Regions from separate parts of the Mus musculus genome. Here regions 2 and 3 are each linked to region 1. The links are chromatin contacts, called in public HiChIP or PLAC-seq and promoter capture Hi-C maps. All regions are on one chromosome and are shown on one strand. Each heading gives the region's core, a stretch centred on a gene start, on an enhancer-like site or on the middle of the called end of the contact. The rest is flanking DNA. Distances are from core to core; before and after follow the strand shown.

Evidence for each region. Promoter capture Hi-C pulls out the DNA fragments that hold promoters and counts their contacts. HiChIP or PLAC-seq counts read pairs in DNA pulled down with a chosen protein or histone mark.
Region 2: a contact with region 1 is called in an H3K4me3 HiChIP or PLAC-seq map of embryonic stem cells, with 8 times the contacts expected there. The contact joins the promoter of Rps12 here to the promoter of Ccn2 in region 1. A contact is called at or near these places in 2 of 39 promoter capture datasets (embryonic stem cells and neural stem cells), 1 of 484 Hi-C or Micro-C datasets (embryonic stem cells) and 6 of 115 datasets of contacts at active chromatin or transcription factors (the NIH/3T3 cell line, bone marrow-derived macrophages and embryonic stem cells).
Region 3: a promoter capture Hi-C map of liver shows a contact between it and region 1, with 7 times the contacts expected there. The contact joins the promoter of Taar4 here to the promoter of Ccn2 in region 1. A contact is called at or near these places in 2 of 39 promoter capture datasets (hippocampal neurons and liver) and 1 of 115 datasets of contacts at active chromatin or transcription factors (embryonic stem cells).

What each region holds. Positions count from the first base shown.
Region 1 is chr10:24,592,983-24,597,322 of GRCm38.p6, forward strand. It overlaps Ccn2 (cellular communication network factor 2), which reads left to right and starts at 2,460. Exons shown (of 5, transcript NM_010217.2): 1 at 2,460-2,806; 2 at 2,894-3,116; 3 at 3,365-3,616; 4 at 3,750-3,961; 5 at 4,333-4,340. The coding sequence starts at 2,744. It overlaps Gm15270 (predicted gene 15270), which reads right to left and starts at 2,821. Exons shown (of 5, transcript NR_163910.1): 1 at 2,659-2,821.
Region 2 is chr10:23,785,021-23,789,360 of GRCm38.p6, forward strand. It overlaps Rps12 (ribosomal protein S12), which reads right to left and starts at 2,189. Exons shown (of 6, transcript NM_011295.6): 1 at 2,136-2,189; 2 at 1,974-2,024; 3 at 1,744-1,860; 4 at 882-984; 5 at 556-657; 6 at 163-253. The coding sequence starts at 1,987. The coding sequence ends at 191. It overlaps LOC115487513 (a small nucleolar RNA gene), which reads right to left and starts at 1,523; the gene lies at 1,450-1,523. It overlaps Snora33 (small nucleolar RNA, H/ACA box 33), which reads right to left and starts at 431; the gene lies at 327-431. It overlaps Snord100 (small nucleolar RNA, C/D box 100), which reads right to left and starts at 801; the gene lies at 734-801.
Region 3 is chr10:23,958,241-23,962,580 of GRCm38.p6, forward strand. It overlaps Taar4 (trace amine-associated receptor 4), which reads left to right and starts at 2,254. Exons shown (of 1, transcript NM_001008499.1): 1 at 2,254-3,297. The coding sequence starts at 2,254. The coding sequence ends at 3,297.

The sequences.
Region 1 (4,340 bases), core at 1,210-3,709:
AGGGGGGAAAGGCAAAGGGAGAAAGGGAGAGGCAAGGGAAGGAAGAAGAGAGGTGAAAATTAAAGTTAAAACACAACGCATCTGTTTCCTGAGAAGTTAAAGGTGGTTAATCCTCACTGAGAGCAACGAAATCGAGACTTCTTATCTTCCTGTTCTGAGTGGGCGTCGGTCGGGCTTCTCTCTGTGACTTCCCTTAGCTTTATGAATGGCCGTTCTAAAAACACTGCCCAAGTTACTCAATTATAAAAAGCCCAACCACTTACCCCTGTGACTGAGCCTGCCCCCTGGATACAGCAAGCCATTGGTGGCTCTCAGGTGGACTTGTGGTTTCAGAGACTGCTCCAACTCTCCTGGCTCCCCTCATCACATTGCAGGCTAGAGAGCTCACCTCAGAGCCCACATCCCACCCCAGATGAGCCTCACCCTTCCCTTCCCTTCCCTTCCTCACTCATTCCACCTTTCTGACCATTGCTGGTAGATATAATTGGGAGTTTAAGACTTGAAAGATTTCACTGTGGCTTCCCACATAGTTTGGACTTTAAAAAAAAAAATATCATCAAAGAAGACAGCAAAAGTGCAAGGCCAAGTTGCCTATACTACACATGTGGCTACTCACATAACTTGCCATGTTCTTTCTTTAAATAGGAAGTCTCGGGCCTCTTCTCTTTGAGGAATGCTTGGAAAGAACATTGAATAACAATGTCAGAAATCCTTCCAGCACTGCAGAGGCTGCTCACACTTCAAGCCACTCACACCTTTCGCTGTTGACATGTAACTGCACTGTACAGCATGTGGCTGGCTTAACAAGGTAATTGTGTGCAGATGATGTGGTCAGCCACTTGAAGTGGCTAACTCCCTTACCCCCTCCCACCATCGCCCCCCGCCACCCCTGCTAATCATCCATGGATGGATTGAAAAAGTTTTAAAACTGGCCCACTTAAATGGGCTGTTTTCATGTTATAAATCTATAGTGTGTTGTCTCCAAAATTAGTCTTTGCCGATATACTCAGTTTAAACTTATAGTCAGAAACACCAACTATGAGAGGAAGCCAGTGACAAATGATGTAGCTTTAGGGAAAGCATGGGATGGTCCCAGAATCTTTCTATGTCCAATGAGAATTGGAGATAAACACACACACACATACACACACACACACACACACACACACACACACACACACACACACGCAAAGAGAGACAGAGAGAGAGAGAAAGAGAGACAGACAGAGAGCCAATAAACAACACAGGTCCTAAATGAATGCACAGTGTATAAAATTGGTCCTTACAGAAACTAAGTAGCAGTTCTAAGAAACAGAGACTAGCTTAGATACATTGTTTACTTTTAACATCAACACACGAGCAGGGGATAAAGCTGTGCTTTCCTTGATTTAACCTCCCTCCACGAGCCTGCAAGCTATTTGAGTAGCAAGAGGCTTCATCACTAATTGTAGACACTTGGGGAAGTCAGTAAAAATATATTATGCACTGATGCTTAGTTTATAGCCGGATTATAACTAGATACAACCGTCTATGGTTTTGCTGTTATGTAAACAAGTGCTTTACTTCAAAACAGAACAAACCCCAACAACATCGTTAGATTATGGGTTTTAGGATAAGTTAAAAAAAAAAAATCCAAGCCTGGACCTCAGTACAGCCATGTTTAAAATATCCCAACTGAACCCCTACTGGCCTCCTTATACCTCTTTCTTCTCCCACTATATTCCCTGACACTTAGCTTCTGAACACAGCCATTTGGTCTGAACTCATAAACTTATTTTTCTAGAAAAGCCATGCCCAGTCATTCCCCTTGCCTCCCTGGACCCTGAAGACAAGTTCTTACATAAAGAGTGCTGAAAATCTCCCTGGGAACCTACATCCTTGGCTTTCATATCTTTCAGCCATCAAAATGGTTATCTCCAGTGACCAAAGATCAAATGCCTGTATTTCAGATACAAAAGTTGCACATAGGAATTCTGGGAGGAGAGGAGGCATTTCAAATGGCTATAAGCACCCTTCTCCTCTCAGTAGAAGAACACCAAGAGACTACAGCCCCGTAAAGAAAAAAAAAAATCCAAAACAAAGAAAAATATTTTTTTTAATTTCTAGGGGCCCATGGTATTTGCCTCTTGAGCTATTTGAGTCTTGAGAAGTTTTTATGTCAGTAGCCAGAACTGGCAAAGAGATTTTTAAGAAGAAAAGATCAGAGAAATAATCGTTTATTTCTAAGTTATATTTCATCAGGAGGGGTGAGAAGATGATATGGAGAAAGTTTTACTTCTTGGTGTTGTGCTGGAAACACAGCGCCTTTTTTTTTTTTCCTGGCGAGCTAAAGTGTGCCAGCTTTTTCAGACGGAGGAATGTGGAGTGTCAAGGGGTCAGGATCAATCCGGTGTGAGTTGATGAGGCAGGAAGGTGGGGAGGAATGTGAGGAATGTCCCTGTTTGTGTAGGACTCCATTCAGTTCTTTGGCGAGCCGGCTCCCGGGAGCGTATAAAAGCCAGCGCCGCCCGCCTAGTCTCACACAGCTCTTCTCTCCAAGAAGACTCAGCCAGATCCACTCCAGCTCCGACCCCAGGAGACCGACCTCCTCCAGACGGCAGCAGCCCCAGCCCAGCCGACAACCCCAGACGCCACCGCCTGGAGCGTCCAGACACCAACCTCCGCCCCTGTCCGAATCCAGGCTCCGGCCGCGCCTCTCGTCGCCTCTGCACCCTGCTGTGCATCCTCCTACCGCGTCCCGATCATGCTCGCCTCCGTCGCAGGTCCCATCAGCCTCGCCTTGGTGCTCCTCGCTCTCTGCACCCGGGTAAGCCCCGGGACTGACGGAAGGGACGGAGGGAGGGCAGAGTGAGCTGCGATCACAGACTGACCTCCCTCCCCTTCCTCTCCGCAGCCTGCTATGGGCCAGGACTGCAGCGCGCAATGTCAGTGCGCAGCCGAAGCAGCGCCGCACTGCCCCGCCGGCGTGAGCCTGGTGCTGGACGGCTGCGGCTGCTGCCGCGTCTGCGCCAAGCAGCTGGGAGAACTGTGTACGGAGCGTGACCCCTGCGACCCACACAAGGGCCTCTTCTGCGATTTCGGCTCCCCCGCCAACCGCAAGATCGGAGTGTGCACTGGTAAGACCCTCAGCCCCATTCCAGCCCCCTTTGCAGAGGCCTCACCTTTTGGTGTTGGACCACCACCTCTCTCAAGTCCAGCGTGATACCCTCTAGAAAAAGAAAAGCCCCTATCCGCAGCTGCTTCCAACCGGCCCCCTGCAGTCCTGACCCTAGCTCGTCACCTTGACATGTACAGTGATATAGCTAGCTGTTCTGATCCCTGTGACCCTACGCCTGACCTACAACTTTGTCTTCCTCTCCCGCAGCCAAAGATGGTGCACCCTGTGTCTTCGGTGGGTCGGTGTACCGCAGCGGTGAGTCCTTCCAAAGCAGCTGCAAATACCAATGCACTTGCCTGGATGGGGCCGTGGGCTGCGTGCCCCTGTGCAGCATGGACGTGCGCCTGCCCAGCCCTGACTGCCCCTTCCCGAGAAGGGTCAAGCTGCCTGGGAAATGCTGCGAGGAGTGGGTGTGTGACGAGCCCAAGGACCGCACAGCAGTTGGCCCTGCCCTAGCTGGTGAGTTGTCACCTTCAAAGTTACTGTTATTCATTCTCCCCAACTTCAGGGCCAATGCCCAAGTCCACCAAATTAAGGGGAAATTGTCCTATCCGGATGTTTTACCTTGTGTTTGTGTGTTCTGCTCTCACAGCCTACCGACTGGAAGACACATTTGGCCCAGACCCAACTATGATGCGAGCCAACTGCCTGGTCCAGACCACAGAGTGGAGCGCCTGTTCTAAGACCTGTGGGATGGGCATCTCCACCCGAGTTACCAATGACAATACCTTCTGCAGACTGGAGAAGCAGAGCCGCCTCTGCATGGTCAGGCCCTGCGAAGCTGACCTGGAGGAAAACATTAAGGTACATCCTCTGCCCCTAGTCACTCCGTTTTACAGAATGACAGGGAAGAGAACCGAGCTGGCTGTCTCACCTCCCATGTTATTAGAGGCCTGTTGTCTCCAGAAATATCTAACCATGGAGCTGTCTGGCTAGAATGAGAGATGCTGTAACAACAGCTGCCAGTTTTCCACTACAAAATTCCCCGTGGTGCTAGTTAATTCAAGACACTCCAAATGAGGCCATGGCTATTTTTGGAAAACTGGCAAATGAAACTCCCAGTCTCTCCCCTCAGAATATAAACACAAGTCAGATGACATAGGGCTAGTCTACAAAGGCTTGAGGAAGGCCACTCCCGTTGTAGTAATTGCTGTTTCTCCTTCTGTCTTCCTTAGAAGGGCAA
Region 2 (4,340 bases), core at 939-3,438, 810 kb before region 1:
GTCTCCTTTGTCCATCAAAAATACTAAGCCCAAAGCCCAATTTTAGTTGTGTATGTAGCCTTGGCAGTCATTTACCCAACGAAAATAGTAAGAGCAGACAGGTACTTCCAATCCACTATCACCTGAGTAAGCACATCCCATTTTATACCAGCAAACAAGAAATACAAGAGAAAAATCAGCCAAAATTTATTTATTTCTTGCACTTGAAGTATTCCTCGATGACATCCTTGGCCTGAGATTCTTTGCCATAGTCCTTAAAAAAATTAAATGCGAATTACTTTCAGTATTAAATTCCGATCAGCTATTTGATTCAGTCTTCCCAATAATACTGTAGCCACTTTCAGGGACCTTAAAGGCTTCAGCTGCCCCTAAGGCTCGTACCATGGCATTAATATTGCCAGCCCTTTCTAAATTTCTGCAGAAACATTGAGATAAGCAGATTAATTGGCTGGCTTTCAAATGATGGCTTATCTTTACAGAAGGTTTAAATCTTGTCTTTAAAACTTGTTTCCACTAAAGGGCCATCAACATTTTAAAGAGAAAAGCAAGACTTACCTTAACCACTACGCAACTGCAACCAACCACCTTCCGTGGTTTGCCCTCTCGATCGATTTTACAGAGGCCTACCCATTCCCCTAGTTTCTTGTTGTCATCAACCTATCAAAGACAAAAGCAATTACTAACAAGGATTGAAACTAGTAAAAGCTGACCCTCAACATTCCCAGGGTGGCTGTTTCAGGAGGGTGACGTGCAGTTTCCTCAGCGAGATTCAGAAGAGGGAGACTGTTTTCATCATGTACAGCCCACGTGAAAATCATCAAAACTACCATGCAAGTTAGTGCTGGTGCCTGTGGCTCAACACCATTATCACTAAGGCTTACCTTTATCAGGTTGATTTGGTGCTCAGCACAAAGTGCCTCCACCAGCTTGACATACATGGGCTCATCACAGTTGGATGCGAGCACACACAGATGGGCTTGGCGCCTAAAATGCAAAACTCAAAGGTGAAACCTTCAAGGGTCTTCACTGTGCTAGTAAACCTGACCACACAGGATTTACTGTACCAAACTGCAGACTAGCCATTCACTTTCCCTGTACAAACTTAGATACCAATACCACACATTATAATAGGAAACCTATTTATGGCCAAAGGAAACTATGACCACTTTCAGGGTATTTCCAACTTGAAAGCTGATCCAAAGCAGTCCTGTGCAGGAAGCACTGTAAATATTCACAACAGCATCCAAAATCACCTGACTTTACCTCAAACAGTAGAATACACGTGCATAAGCCTAATAAACCATGCATGTTCTCAAGTCTCCCGGATATAGCTAGATTTCCCCGACACCACAATATTGTCGTTTAAGTATTTGCAAACTAAATAATGATGCCCCCCCCTTTTCCATCTTCTAGCAAAACTACCGGACTATCTATCCCCACGAGCTACAGGTTTGTCAGACTAGCTGTTTCTCACCCATGAACGGGGTGAAGGGGTATCCGACAATTCAAGTCATCATGCAAACACTGTAGCTTTACAAAACTACTGCTCGTCATCCCCGATCCACACAGCAACCCACACATCCTAAGTGGGCTAGAGTTGATACCTTTTCCTAGGTTTCCTGCTGGCCGGATGACATTCAGAACTTTTGTGCTAACAGCATGAACTTCACGCTCTCTTCCCTTGGCTGCTGCAGTCTTTGTTCCGGCTGCAACACCCCACAGTATTGAGACTGAGACACGTACTTGTCTAAGGCTTTGGCAGCTTCGCGTATGCCACGTGCTAGGCCATCGTGGATGAGGGCGGTCTTCAGCACCTCTTGTAGAGCAGTGTTGACGTCCATTACACCTCCAGCAGCTATGCTGGAATGCAGACAGAGACGTTAGGACCCTCGGCAGGCTAGGGATGGGGAACTAGCATGGAGAAAAGCCCAGACCAGCGCCGCCCGCGGGAGGCCCACGCCCCACTCGCTCACCCTTCCTCGGCCATGGCGGTGAATCACGGGTGACGCCGAATCTTGAACGCACTGAAAGACAAAACATCAGTAAATCGCCCGTTAAGACCCAAGTACTTCACTTTTGAAGCCAAGGCGCAGTAGACACGCTATCGCCGGCGCACGAGCTGGGATCACACTCACCCCGAGCTTCCGCCTCCGCGCAAGTCGGCGGCGGCAGGGGAAAAGGCCGGCGGTGGCCGCATGACGGTATTTAAGCGCTCCGCTCGACTTCTGTGCGCATGTGCAACTCCTCCCACTAAAGAGGTGGCTCCGGTGGTGCCGTGCCTTAGGAGTTTCCACTTCCGCCTTTAGGAGCGTCCGTGGTAAGAACGCGGCTGGATTTCTAGCAGGCATCGCAGCGGGCAGCCTTTGCCCAGGGGGCGTGGACCACAGAGGTCCCACGATCCGCTCCTACGGAACACGAGAGGAGCCAAACTACTGCCGTTTTCTTCGCTGCTGAATTACTTTGTTTTAAGCAGTTTTTCCACGTCTTATCGTGAAGTTTCCTGTTGCCAATACTGGCCGATTAGGCTGAGTGTGTCCACATTTTGGTCCTTTGGTTTTTAGCCTCTCTGAGTGGCTGTGATTTGTGTATGATCACAAACCCCACTGCTTTGCAACGTGTTTAAGCAGACCTTGCGGCCAGGTCAGATCCCGGTCTGAATGCAACCGGTTCTGAATGAACATTTAGGTAATGACCCTAGTTTTTTTCCCGAGTCGCAGCTTCGCAGACACTGGATCCCTGAGGTACATGTTAAACTCTCACTGTGGATCTGTCACTAAATTCCACCGAGGATTCGGCTACCAGGAGTGGAACTCCAGAATCTTAAAGCCAGTTCCCGCCTACGCCGACAAATGCATTTTAATTTCGAAGGAATCACTCGCTCTTCTACTTCCAAAGCAAATACACAAGACATCTCTCTCAGAAGATATCCCCGAAGCCAACCAGAGCTTCTGATGGCCAACCTGGTGGATACAGTGATCATTGTCGGGCTCATGAATTTCATGAGGATATAAGAAAGTTGATGGAAGTTTTAGCTTTTCCAATAAACGTTTGGGTTTCACCCCTAAAGCCTCATGCTTGCTTCCTTACCCCTGCAATTCAAAAAAGTATTTAATAGGTGGTTAGTTTCTGTGGGCGTATTTCTGCCAGTGTCTATGGTGCTGTTTTAAAGATGAGAGACGGCGGACACTTAAAAGTCTGCATTTTAAAAGATAAAGCTAGTATTTTAGCCAAAGAGTAACATACCAGAATGCCACGGTGCTGGGGAGTGGAGATGATGTGGGAACGCAGGGGATTTGGAGTTTATGGCAGCATTTAAAAGAGGTTTTAACTAGAGTTCCAGCCAGGTAAGTGCAGGAAGAATATTCAGACAGGAAGAGAGAGCAGGAAGGCACACGTGCCTTTTGGCTGTTTTGGAAGTGATTTTGAAACATTACACAGTCGGAAAAGAATGTGGTTAAGTAGAGTTTAAGTAGTTTCCTTAGTATAAGGCTATTAAAAGTTAATGTGTCAAACCATACATAAGTTGCAAGACTTTCATCCCAGCACCTGAGAAGCAGAGGCAGGTGGATAGCTGTGAGTTCCAGGCTACCAGGAAGACAATGTCTAAAGCAAAAAAAGGAAAACATTTAAGTGTTAAGCATATTAGAGTTCTCTTCCCGGAAGAAAAGTCTCACAGAAGAGACTAGATGGTAAAATTGGAAAATAACTACTGCATTTAAATACTAAGAAGAAACAGCTGAGTCCTTTCAGCTTGGTGCCTAAGTTTTAGTGCTGCTTCCAACACAGTAGCAACCAGCTCAGACTCTCCACACCTTTGATGTCAGCTCTCTGTCCTAATAGTCCACCCTAATGAATGCCTTTCTGTCAGCAGTAAGCACCCCCTTTTAACAACTGGAGCCCCTCCCCCCTTAAATCTTGATTGTGTAATAATTTTAATACCCAAAGGGAAGTTATTTTCCATGTGATGAGGATTTTTGTTTTAGATAAAGATTCTCTTATTTCACACACTCTTTAAGAGTAGCCTCTCAATTTTAGGTCTTGGCAAAGGTGGCGGAAAATTCATATAGTGGTTAGTGGCTCTTACCCAGTACATTCTAGCAGTCACATAATATATACAAATATGAGCTAGAAAGTGTACATACAAACCAGTGGGGCGTGGCCCTTCCTGGCAGATAGCTGTACCTGAGCCATCCCCAAGATGGAGACCAGGAACACAATAAGGGCCTAACTCCAGGGATCTGCTTCACATAGCCAGCCACATCCACTTCGAAGCAGAAATCAAAGCCAGTTACCACTGATCTTAAAAAGATAAATGGTTGATTGCCATATGCAGGGATCCA
Region 3 (4,340 bases), core at 1,004-3,503, 630 kb before region 1:
TTGTCAAATTTGTGTGTGCAGCTGTTTGTGTGGAGCTCAGAAAGGGATGTAAGCATCTTTGTCTTGACCTTAACTATTCTTCTGGGCAATCATCTTCATACAATGCATGTTTTATGTATCTCCTGTCTTCAGCTAATGTATACTGTTTATCTCCCAAGTATGTGTAACTATATTTTACTCTATTTTCTGTCTTACTCTAACCTTTAACTATTTTCCTATACATGTAACTATGAGACAAGAATGAGAGCAGATACTGATAATTGCTAGAAGTGTTTCCTTCCAAGTTATAAGCAAGACAGGGGTGTAGCTCACTGTTAGAGTCCTTGTAGGTCATGTTCACGGCTTGGGTTTCCAGTTCCTCTCCCAAAATATATTTTACAAACTCAAGGTCAGTGCAATTTTCTGAATCATTAGCTTAACAAAACTGAAACTTAAAACTTTACTACCCAGAGAGCAGCATATCTCAGACTGAACAGTTTTGTTTGGGGAATGAGATTTTTGTGTATAATCAGTAGCAGAAAATGCCTGAGTAATTTTATGGTGATTCTTGCTTATCTTTAAAGTTAGCTAGAAATTTAGTTTATTAAATGAGGTCATTAGGTGCTTAGGATTTCAGTATCTTTAGTCTCATAGCTAAGGACTCAAAAATGATACATAATCACCCCGAATGTCAGTAATGCAATGGAGCCTTGGAAATGTCATCTTTCTTGTATCTGTTTCTGTACAGTTTAGGTTTTTGTTCACTTTAATTGCAATTCGAGTTAATATAAAAAAGAAAAATACTAACCATAAGTATTAAATTTCTATATCCAAAGCCAATAAAATTTGCTATAGTGTTGATTCCAAATAATCCACAGCCACTGGTAACAATTATTGAGGTACTGAAGCTAATGAAACACTGTTTCCAAAGGTGCTACATTCCCAGAGTAAATCTGCGTCAGGATACACTATGCATGCATTCACTTTCTCAAGGGGTTCAGTGAGTTTGAGACTGTTCTCTGGCCAAAGTCCACAGCTCCAATCTGGCACACAATCTCACAAATGTTTGCCATTGGCTATGAGAAAGGCATGTCCAGACTCAGCACTGGAAAAACAAACCTGTGTCAAAGCGGGGGTGAGCCAGCTCCATTGTTCTCAGCTTATTAATGTTACAAATGACAGGTTAAATAATACACAGCTGTATATCAAATTCAATAGCAGTATAAAACGTGAATCTCTGTTCCTGTAGATCCTCCACCACAACTCTGCTTCCTAAATGCAGATGCTAAATGAAGTGAGAACCCATGAGACTTACAGAGTCTGCCATTTCAACCGTTTTCCTTCACTTTGAACATTACTTATGTACAATCTTGTAATCTTGGGCATGATTTTACTCTAAATTCTGCAGACTGTGTTTTTCACACTGCGAGGAGAAATGCTTCTAAGTGGAGGTGGCAGAGACAGAAGCATTTGTGGCTGTTTACAGAAAAAAATCATTCTGTAAAGGAAGAAGTATGACTTCAAAATTTAATCATCATTTAATTTAATTAGCAATTTCATTGTCCATGATCATTCTTGAGTGGATTTTAATCCAGGAAATTGGATTAAACTTAATTGAACTGGACAAAAGAAATGCTTGATCAGTTTATGGACTCAGAGCTACAAATTAATATGGTGGTATATTCTTCTACTCAGGATACTTGAATGCTGGGTAACAATATCAATCCATGAATGCTGGATAACAGTATTAATTCATAGATACTGGGTAACAATATCAGTCTGTGGATACTGGGTAACAATATCAGTCTGTGGATACTGGGTAACAATATCAGTCTGTGGATACTGGGTAACAATATCAGTCTGTGGATACTGGGTAACAATATCAGTCTGAGTTTGCTGGGTAACAGTATCAATCTGTGGATGCTGGGTAACAATATCAATCCAGGTTTTTTCAGTTGCCTTCCTACTCAAGGAATGGTCTCAGACTAACATTATTGTCCTCTCTCAAGAGATTGTAGGAATGCCGACTTAGGAATGCAATGTCAGAATTAGAATCCAAACTTTAGAAAGTTCTTCAGGTGATTCATATGCACACGAAGTGTGGGGGAAACGAATTCTGGTCAGTAAGGACTTCCAACTTGGTTCAGTCTCAGATCTACGCAAGGTTCAATGGACAATTGCCCTGCCAATGATTTTATGGCTCTTTTTCCTTCTTTCACAGACAGGATCACAGCTTTTTTGAGAAGCACTCATAGTACCCACAGGACAAAGACGATGAATACACCCGACCCCTGGAGCTCCCCAGAAGTACAGTTTTGCTTTGCTGCTGCAAACAGTTCTTGCCCAAGGAAGGCGAGGCCTGCGCTCGTTGTCTGTGCCATGTACCTCATCATGATTGGAGCGATAGTGATGACCATGCTGGGAAACATGGCTGTGATCATCTCTATTGCCCACTTCAAGCAGCTCCACTCCCCAACCAACTTCCTTATTCTCTCCATGGCTACCACAGACTTCCTGTTGAGTTGCGTGGTCATGCCCTTCAGTATGATCCGGTCCATCGAGTCATGCTGGTACTTCGGAGACCTCTTTTGCAAAGTTCACAGCTGCTGTGACATCATGCTCTGTACCACATCCATTTTCCACCTCTGCTTCATCTCAGTTGACCGCCACTATGCCGTCTGCGACCCTTTGCACTACGTCACCCAAATCACGACCCGGGTGGTAGGGGTCTTTCTACTCATCAGTTGGTCTGTTCCCATCTTTTTTGCCTTTGGCTTGGTATTCTCAGAATTAAATCTGATTGGTGCTGAGGATTTTGTCGCAGCCATTGACTGTACAGGTTTGTGTGTGTTGATATTTAACAAGCTCTGGGGAGTTCTGGCTTCCTTCATAGCTTTCTTTCTGCCTGGGACAGTCATGGTAGGGATTTACATACACATTTTCACAGTTGCCCAGAAACATGCCAGGCAGATTGGTACAGGTCCTAGGACAAAACAGGCCCTCTCAGAAAGCAAAATGAAGGCCACATCAAAAAAGGAAAGCAAGGCCACCAAGACTTTAAGCATTGTCATGGGAGTGTTTGTGTTGTGTTGGCTACCCTTTTTTGTCTTGACAATCACAGACCCTTTCATTGATTTTACAACCCCTGAAGATTTGTATAATGTTTTCCTTTGGCTTGGTTATTTTAATTCCACTTTCAATCCCATCATATATGGCATGTTCTATCCCTGGTTTCGAAAGGCCCTGAGGATGATAGTCACAGGAACGATCTTCCGCTCTGACTCTTCTACCTCAAGCCTGCATCCTGCACATCCTTAGGTAATGCCACCCCCAACTCCCTGTTAGCCTAGATTCTTTTTGATTTTTGTTTTATTTTCTTTTTTTTGTTGTTGTTGTTTTTGCTTTTTTTCCAAACAGGGTTTCTCTGTGTAGCCCTGGTTGTCCTGGAACTCACTTTGTAGACCAGGCTAGCCTCGAACTCAGAAATCTGCCTGTCTCTGCCTCCCAAGTGCTGGGATTAAAGGCGTGCACCACCACTGCCCGGCTAGATTCTTTTTAAAGAAAGGGAAAGAGGGATGGGTCTGTTAGACAAGAAAAACTTTCCAGCTGAGACAACGGCAACCTGAGAAAGCACTAGATCCAGTGAGCTTTGTTGTTGCTGCTACTGCTGCTGCTGGTGTGAGCCAAGCCTCACAGAGTGGTTTATTTCTGGGTGCTACAAAAGACACTCGTGTGAACAAACAAGAAAACAAAGCTAACTTCTTCTCAAGGCTGCTGAGGCCTGAATTACAAGGTTTGATGTTTTAGTTACTTTGGCTTAGATTTAATGACCATCCTCACTTGAACTTGGAGCATTGGAGGAGGAGTCATGGAGACCCTCTACAATCACAGACAGCAGTGTACTCCATCTGAATTTATCCAAACCTCTGTTGAGTCCATTGCTGTTTTTATAAGGGATCGAGCAGCAGCTTGAGCACATCAGAAGCCTGAACTAAGGAATATGGAAGAAGAGCAGATAAACTGAAGCAGACAGCTAATGGTACTTTTAGATTTAACTTTCCTTTTGAGAGGAATTGCTGAAGGATTTATAATATTACTGAACGGCCAGTAATGGAAAAAAAAAAAAAAGAAAGAGTTTTAGGAAAGCTTTTTCTTTTTTCTTCTGACACACATCTTTAATGTATCTCTCTCTCTGTATATATATATATATCCTGTGAGCATATGTACTGACATGTATGTATGTGGGGGTGGGTGGGGTGGGAGTATATGTCAGTGTTGTTGTGTATTTTGTGTGTGTACTTATTGTTAATCAAGACTGAACTTTATTTACAAAGTTGAGCTATTTTCTCTTCTCATACTTT